Regions from separate parts of the Mus musculus genome. Here region 2 is linked to region 1. The links are chromatin contacts, called in public HiChIP or PLAC-seq maps. All regions are on one chromosome and are shown on one strand. The core of a region is the stretch at or near the end of the contact, and the rest is flanking DNA. Distances in the headings are between cores, read along the strand shown.

Region 1 (3,820 bases), core at 910-3,409:
GTGCTGGGATTAAAGGCGTGCACCACCACGCCCGGCTCCAGTTCATTCTTTTATTCAACATATATTCAGTGAGTCTCCGCTGGGTACTAGTCTATATATGATGGATATTAATGATAAAGCTTTTCGTCAAAGCAACAAAACTCCCGCCTATCTTTGAGCTAAGGGTAAAATGGTTCTGTATTTGAACTCTAACATGACCTAGCAATTCTCCCCACCTGTACCCCAAGTCAGCGCTTCTTTGTGGAAGAGCTCTGGTTGTCCTGGAACTTACTCTGTACACCTGGCTGGCCTCAAACCCAGAGATTCACCTGTCTCTGCCTTCTGAGTGCTGTCATTAAAGGTGTGTGCCACCATAGGCCAGTAGCAGCCTTGTTTTAATATATATACATATATATATTTAGATTTTGTTTTTATCTATGCTTGAGTGTGTGTGTGCTGTGTGGGTGGGTGCCCAAAGAGGTCAAATAGGGTGTCAGACCCCCTGGAGCTGGTATTAGACAGTTGTGAGTAGCTTGTAGGTGCTGGCACATGAATGTAGGTCTTCTAGAGAGGGGTAAGCAGATTCTCTTTTTTTTTGTTTTTCTAGACAGGGTTTCTCTGTGTAGCCCTGGCTGTCCTGGAACTCACTCTGTAGACCAGGCTGGCCTCGTACTCAGAAATCCACCTGCCTCTGCCTCCCAAGTGCTGGGATTAAAGGCATGCACCACCATGCCTGACGGTAAACAGATTCTTATTGCTGGGCTATCTCAACCTAGCGTGAGTTCTTAGAACATGTTATAACTTAGATTACAGGGCTGGAGAGACGGTCAAGACATGTACTGCTCTTGCAGGACCACCCAGGTTCAATCCCTAGCACCCACATGGCGGTGGTAGGGTCACAACTGCCTATAATTCCAGTTCCAGGGGATCTGACACCCTCTACTAGCCTCTAAGGGCACCCACACACGTGGTGCACAAGATATGCTCAGGCACACGCAATATTTACTGTATGTATGTTCACAAGTGTCATTGTTTGAGAATGAAGATCAGGGTGGAAACTGTGGGAGTTGGCATTGGTTTTCTCCCTCCATCATGTAGGTTCTAGGCATTGAACTCGGGTCTTCAAGCTTGGGGGAAGCACCCTTACCTGCTGAGCCATTTTGCAAGCCAAGACTTCTTTCTCTTTTTCTTTGAGACAGGGTCTCATTATGTAGACCATGCTGGCCTTGAACTCAGAAATCTACTTACCTCTGCTTCCCAAGTGCTGGGATTAATAGTCAACCACCATGCCAGGGCAATGGAATTTCTTAGTTTCTCACTTACTGCGTGCCAGAGTTTTTTCTAATGTTTATATGAGGAACATAAATGTTTTTTTTAGATTGAGGTTCCTCAAAGTAGATTCAAACTCCTGGATCAAGCAATTCTCGCCCTTAAACCTCCTGCATAACTGGACTTAAAGGAGTGTCACCAAGCCTCGTGGTACTTTTGACCTAGTACCACGTCTCACGGGCTATACAAGCCTAGGTCTACTTTATCCCAGGGCTATTCGCTTGATGTCTCAGAATGCTCCAATTGCACAAGAGCTTGAGCTCTCTATGTCTGGCATTTCCTTAAACCACATCTGCAGGGATGGGTTCTAGAAGGTTCTCACCTACACACAGCTTTCTTGAAGTGAGACTCTTTTGTGGGAGCGGGACCCCACTCCTCGGTGATGGCCACACTGGGAAGCACAGAGAAACACACAGGCTTGTTTCCTCCCAGGCTCCGCTCTACACCGGGAGTTTTGAGACTGGGTTTCCTCTTTTTTTTTTTTTTTTTTAAAGTTGGTAGCAACATAGCTGCTGCTACAGTTTCCAGAGGCTCCAACGCCGGGAGCTTCCTCTCCCTGGGGATATCTAAAAGGCACTTCCGTTCCCCATTGCCCTTTCTCTACGCTCAACCCGTGGGTACCTGGGGGCACAAGTGCCTTAATCTAAGTCTGCACTATCAAACAATCGGAAAAACAGCTCAGATACCAGCGCTCAGCCGCGCCGATCCTGATAAGAGTCCTAGAAAGCTCCGCGCCCTCGGCCCTTCTCAATATGGCGCCGCCCAGCGGCCGCCGCGCGGAAGGCCGGTCACGCTGACGTGTGTGCGCGCGCGCGCGCTTCCTCCGCGCCCCGCCTCAGCGCATGCGCACTGCGCGCTGTCGTCTCCCGGTCTGAGCAGCAGCGGCGGTGGCATCAGGGACGGCGGCGGCGGCGGTGGTAGCCGCGGCGGCGTTTGAGTGGAGGAAGATGGCGGCTCCGGGCGACCCCGGGTTCCGCCAGCGGTGAAGATCCCCCGAGCACAGCAAGCACCGGCCTGAGGCAGAGCGGCTGTGCTCTGGCCCCGGCCCTGGCTCCTTCGCCACCGTCGCCGGAGACGCGAAACCGAGAGCGCGGAGCGGTCTGGGCCAGGTGAGGCCTCTCCCGGTGCGGGGCCGCGGCCAGGCGCCGACGCCTCTTGCGCTTCATGCCCGGGGACCCCGGGGCACCCCGAGTCCGGCGCGGGCCCCGTGTCCTGCGCGGGCGTGGGTCTTGGCGGGCCTGGGGTCTTGCTGTCGTCATCCTCGGCTTCCCAGGCTAAGGTGGGGACGTGCGCCCCTTTGCAGCCAGCTCTCGGGATGGGCGCAGACCTGTGCCCTCTCCTCAGCAGGGTGGTCCGGGTCCTCCTCCAGGCCGGGAAAGGATGCGCGGTCAGGGGGTGGAGAATGGCTTTCGGGGTGTCATGGAGCCTCACCCCGCCCCCTGAAACCCTGAAGTCCTCGGTGAAGAGCGGGAGCCCGCTTGCTGCCCTCCTGAATTGGGGCTGCGGCGAGGGGGCCGGCGGGCGTCTCAGAAGCTGCAGCTGCCCAAGAGATGATTTTTTTGGGGAATCGGCTGACGAAATAAAACACAAGCAGTTCCTTCCCTGACCCCTAGCCGTCTGAGTGTTCTCTTAGTGGGAACTGCAGCTCTCCTGGCTGGAGACAGCAGTCCACGTTGTGACTGAAGAAGGCTTGCCCCGGTGAGAATTGTCCGTGGAGGGTGGCAACGAGTTTGTAAATCAAGAAAACCACAATTAGGTGAGAGAGCCTGGTAGCTTCAGCTGAGAAAACTTGAGATGCTGGAGTTGGTTGGAAACCTTTGGAATAAGCCGGTTGCTTTGTCTGTTGGATCCTCGGAGTTTTAGTAGGAAAAGCCATGTTTCGTTTCTCAGTTGCCAAAGCGTTTGGACTTTACAGTGGCAGCGTTCCGATGGATCTAAGATACAGAACCAGACAGACACATTACTGGGTTTCACTTGCCGGAGGCAACACTCGATTATTTTTGTTATTTATTTATTTTTCTCGGAACTTTTTTGTTGTTGTTTAAGTGGTAGTAATTGAGAGTCTTTAGTTTCATTTCTTTAGGGTAGAGAAGATGTTTGATGCCGGGTGGCCTTTTCATGGAGCAAGAATGGCTTCACATGGATTTGTGCTGTTGTGAATTGTCGGGGCCATCTCTTTTGCTTGGACACACCAAACGTCTTTTGTAACACATCGGGTTTTGCTTGTGTTTAAGAATGATGACATCATGGATTTAAAGGGACAAGGATAAATTGGCGAAGAGATACCATCACTTAGAATTCAGTCTGTAGCTCTTAAGCTGGACAGGGATGCCCCTTGTGTCATATTTCTGACAGAGAGTATTCAATTGTCTAGTCTGGTCGGGTGTCCTTTCTGTTGCATGATAATCAGTTTATATCCCGTAGCTGTTTGCTTAAGAAATAAGCCCAATTTACTATAGCATTCATTCTACATTGAACCGTGAGAGCTTTATGTATGCACTTCCCCTTAGTG
Region 2 (3,820 bases), core at 845-3,344, 200 kb after region 1:
CGACACTTGTTACTGCCTGTCGCTTTGGTTGCCGCCATTTTAGTGGGTGTGAAATGGAATTTCGCTGTGGTTTACAATCCCTAGTGACTAATGACATTGTCTTCACTCAGTCTACAATAACAAAAGAATACCACAGATTGGGTGACTCAGATGACAGAAGCAGATTTCTCACACTTGGGACTGCGAGATGGCTCTTTGGGTAAATACGCTTAATGACAAGTCTAATGGGCTGAGTTTGATCGCAGGACTCACACAGAGGAAGGACAGAATTTCCCAAAGGTGTCATCCAGCTTCCACAAGTACACAATAAATAAACAAACATGTATTTTATAAATCTCCTCAGATTTGAAAAGCTATAAGTCCAAGCTGAGGTGGAATTGGAGCTAGCTTTGTGGGGGACCTCTCCCTGGTGTGCATTCAACTGCCTTCTTGCCCGATGTGCCAGTGGTGGTGGGGAGAGGGGCTCGTATACCTTCTTTTGATGTCACTGTAGTTTGGAGATATTTTTTTCCCCTTTGAGCTTTTCTTTTCTTTTTTTTTAAAGATTTATTTATTTATTTATTTATTTATTTATTCATTTATTATATGTAAGTACACTGTAGCTGTCTTCAGATGCACCAGAAGAGGGCATCAGATCTCATTACAGATGGTTGTGAGCCACCATGTGGTTGCTGGGATTTGAACTTCGGACCTTCAGAAGAGCAGTCGGGTGCTCTTACCCACTGAGCCATCTCACCAGACCCCCCTTTGAGCTTTTCAAAACAGGGTTTCTCTCTTAGCAGCTCTGGGTTTCCTGGACTCACTCTGTAGACCAGGCTGGCCTCAAATTCACAGAGATCTGCCTGCCTCTGCCTCCTGGGTGATGGGATTAACAACCTGTCCCACCAAACCCGGCTTGGAGTTAAATTTTCCTGTAGTTGAGAATGATGTTGGTGATCTTGTGTTTCCAGCCCTCCTGCCTCCACCTCCCAAGTGCTGGGAGTATGGGACGGAGCAGTGACACCCTGTTCTCACCTGCCTGTGTTATAGGGCAGTAATTGTAGCCCTGAGGGCCCCCGTTCTCCTTGTGTGTGAATGGTGAATGCCATGCGGGTGTGCAGTAGAGAAGGAACTTCGCGGTTGTGTGTGTGAATTATATCCAGTTGCTTCAGTACAATCTGTTGAAACCTACCCCCCAACACACACACACACACACACACACACACACACACACTCAAACACACACACACACTCAAACACACACAGACACATACACACTAACACACACACATACAAACACACACACAGACACACACTCAAACACACATACACAAACACACACACATTCAAATTCACACAGAGACACACACACACACACAACACACATACACAAATGCACACACAAACACACAGAGACACACACACACATAGACAATTTTCTTAAGGGCTTGCTAACCAGGGCTGGAGAGCTGGCTCGGAGGTTCAAAGCACTTGCTGCTCTTGCAGAGAGAGAACTCAAAGTTCAGGTCCCGGCACCCACGTAGGAGCTCCCAACCATCTGTAACTCCAAGCCCAGGGGACCTGATGCCCTCTTCTGGCCTCTGAGGACACCAGACACACGTGGTACACAGATATCGATGCAGGCAACGCATGAACAGTGTTTTAAAACCGTGAGTCTTGGGCCGACTGGAGAGCTGGCTCGGAGGTTTGGAGCTTGTGTTGTTCTTTCCGAGGACCTGGGTTCAGTTGCCAGCATCTACTTGGTGGTTCATAACCATCCATTAGCTTCAATTCTAGGGGGTCTCATACCTTCTTCTGGCCTCTGGGGGGACAGGGCATGCATGTGGTACACATATATACCTAGAGACAAAATTTTCACTTATGTAAAATAAAATAAGTAAATTAAAAACAAACAAACAAACAAACAAACAAACAAACAAACAAACTGGGATTTAGGTTTTCCTCAGCAGAGATGTGGGGCCCCGAGACAGTTCTGTTACTGGAAAGCCCCATTTGAAACGATTACCTCACACTAGTCTGTCCTTACCTTTGCCCAGCTTACACCTCAGCCCCCACGTGGCCTCTATGTAACCACTTCTGGCTCCTTAGTCTCTAAGCCCTACACGTGACTATGTCAAGGACAAGCCATTCCAACTGAAGGCCCCTGGGGAGCCCTCTGCTCTACAGTCTGCTGTCTCGCTCAGTGCCAGGCACTCACTTGGTGCCACGTGTAAACCAGGCTCCGCACGGGAATTCAGTGGTGAATGACACAGGCTGCCCCTGACCCCACACACATACCAGGAAGATAACAGACCGGAAGCTATAAGCCATCATGGTCAGGGTTGAGAAACCTAGCAACCAGGAGCCTAACAGGGAAAGCTTCCTGGAGGAAGCAAATTAAAGCTGAGGTTGCAAGAATGAGGAACAGGCATCAGGCAAAACAGGGCTGGAGGAGGGAGGAGGTGGTCCAGGCAAAGGGACCAGCATTTGTCAATGAATGGCGGAGAGAAGGTGGCTCGGGTTGGGGAAGGCACAGGAGAGGGTCTGTACTCTGTCAAGCTTTAGGAATCCCACTTTCTTCTTCTAGACCGGAGTGGGTGGAGGACCTGGGCTCCAAGGAAATCTAGCTCCCTTGATCTCTACACTGGGGCCTTCCTTTCTGGAAAGGTCACAGTCTTTGGCTCACACCTGGGTCCCGTAGCTAGACTCCTTCCTTCCCTCTGGCCCAGGGCACAGCGGAGGACACCACATCCCCCTGCAGGATTTAGAGCTGAAAGAACTTATAGAAAGGTTTCTTCCTCCACCTCCCCCGCCAGAGCGTCCTCATCCTGCAACAAAGACGACGAGCCCTGAGGCTCTGCCTGGCTTTCCTGTGGCACCTCCACTCCGTCCTGTTTGCCTTGGACATGGGCCCCGAGCTGGGAACAAGGAGGGACACGGAGGAAGGACATAGCCCTGAACCCTGATCTCTCAGCAAAGATCTCCGCCATACTGCTTCCCCAGTCAGGAGTCTGGTGAGTGAAGACCTATGAGACCCACCTGAACCTTCGTCTGCTCTTCAGTCCAGCCCAGAGTCATCTTGGGCTAACTTCTCAGGGGCATTGTCAAGAAGGGGAGGCCAGACTTCCACCTGTCTACTCCAGGACTCGAGAGGCAGAGCCAGATGGGGAGCCAGCTAGCAATCATTTATCTCACTTAACTGCATCCTGCCCATTGTGCGGATGGAAAAACTAAGGTGCAGATTGTAAGACAAAAGAGGCAGAGGCAAAACAGAGCCAGATCTCCAGACTCTGAACCTTCTGTTCGGTTCTTTCCTCAGCTTCTCAATGCTCGCAGACGTCTGCCATAGGAACCCGGGGGGTGGAGTGGGGGACTGGCAGGAGTGTCACATCTCATGTTTAGTCTTTGGTGGCCAGGGACTGGCAGGTGCTGTAGGAACGGCTCTCTTGTCTCAGATCCTGGAAATGGGCCTCCTGGCAGCCATGGAGATTAAGGTCCCTCCCAGGCCCCGTCATGCTTCACTGGAGGTTGACACTTCCCTGGCTCCCAGCTCCAAAAACATCAACGAAATGGGACCCAACAGAACAGGCCTTGTTTGGTCGTAAGGACCAGGTCCGCGCCTTGCAGGTTCCACTGTTGCTTGGAACTCAGGGAACGCACACCTGGAAAACTCGGGGCATCTGAGCCCCCTTTGACAGGACTTAGACGACCTTGGCTTGTGAGGGCGGGCTGCTTCGGGGGTGTGAGGAAGTGGGGCTTTGCTCTGGGTCATGTGTCATCACAGAGCAGAGGCAACTCTGACTGGGGATCTTAGAGATTTTTTTTTTTTTAATCTAAAAGG

Evidence for each region. HiChIP or PLAC-seq counts read pairs in DNA pulled down with a chosen protein or histone mark.
Region 2: a contact with region 1 is called in an HNF4G HiChIP or PLAC-seq map of pancreatic cancer cells. The contact joins the enhancer-like site here to the promoter of Fbxo42 in region 1. A contact is called at or near these places in 7 of 39 promoter capture datasets (the C10 cell line, the HPC-7 cell line, cranial neural crest and 4 more), 1 of 15 datasets of contacts at CTCF or cohesin (the NIH/3T3 cell line), 13 of 484 Hi-C or Micro-C datasets (MC3T3-E1-derived osteoblasts, the P5424 cell line, cochlea and 7 more), 12 of 115 datasets of contacts at active chromatin or transcription factors (craniofacial prominence, embryonic basal ganglia, embryonic forebrain and 5 more) and 1 of 9 other capture datasets (adipose tissue).

What each region holds. Positions count from the first base shown.
Region 1 is chr4:141,145,763-141,149,582 of GRCm38.p6, forward strand. It overlaps Fbxo42 (F-box protein 42), which reads left to right and starts at 2,160. Exons shown (of 10, transcript NM_172518.3): 1 at 2,160-2,417.
Region 2 is chr4:141,345,372-141,349,191 of GRCm38.p6, forward strand. No RefSeq gene overlaps it. Among named protein-coding and RNA genes, the nearest start is that of Fam131c, 21 kb to the right of the region's middle. Within about 2 kb of position 2,095, at least 24 of the 459 cell types and tissues checked have an H3K27ac peak or open chromatin away from gene starts, as enhancers often do. A contact at or near this core is called in liver and pancreatic cancer cells, where this site is marked.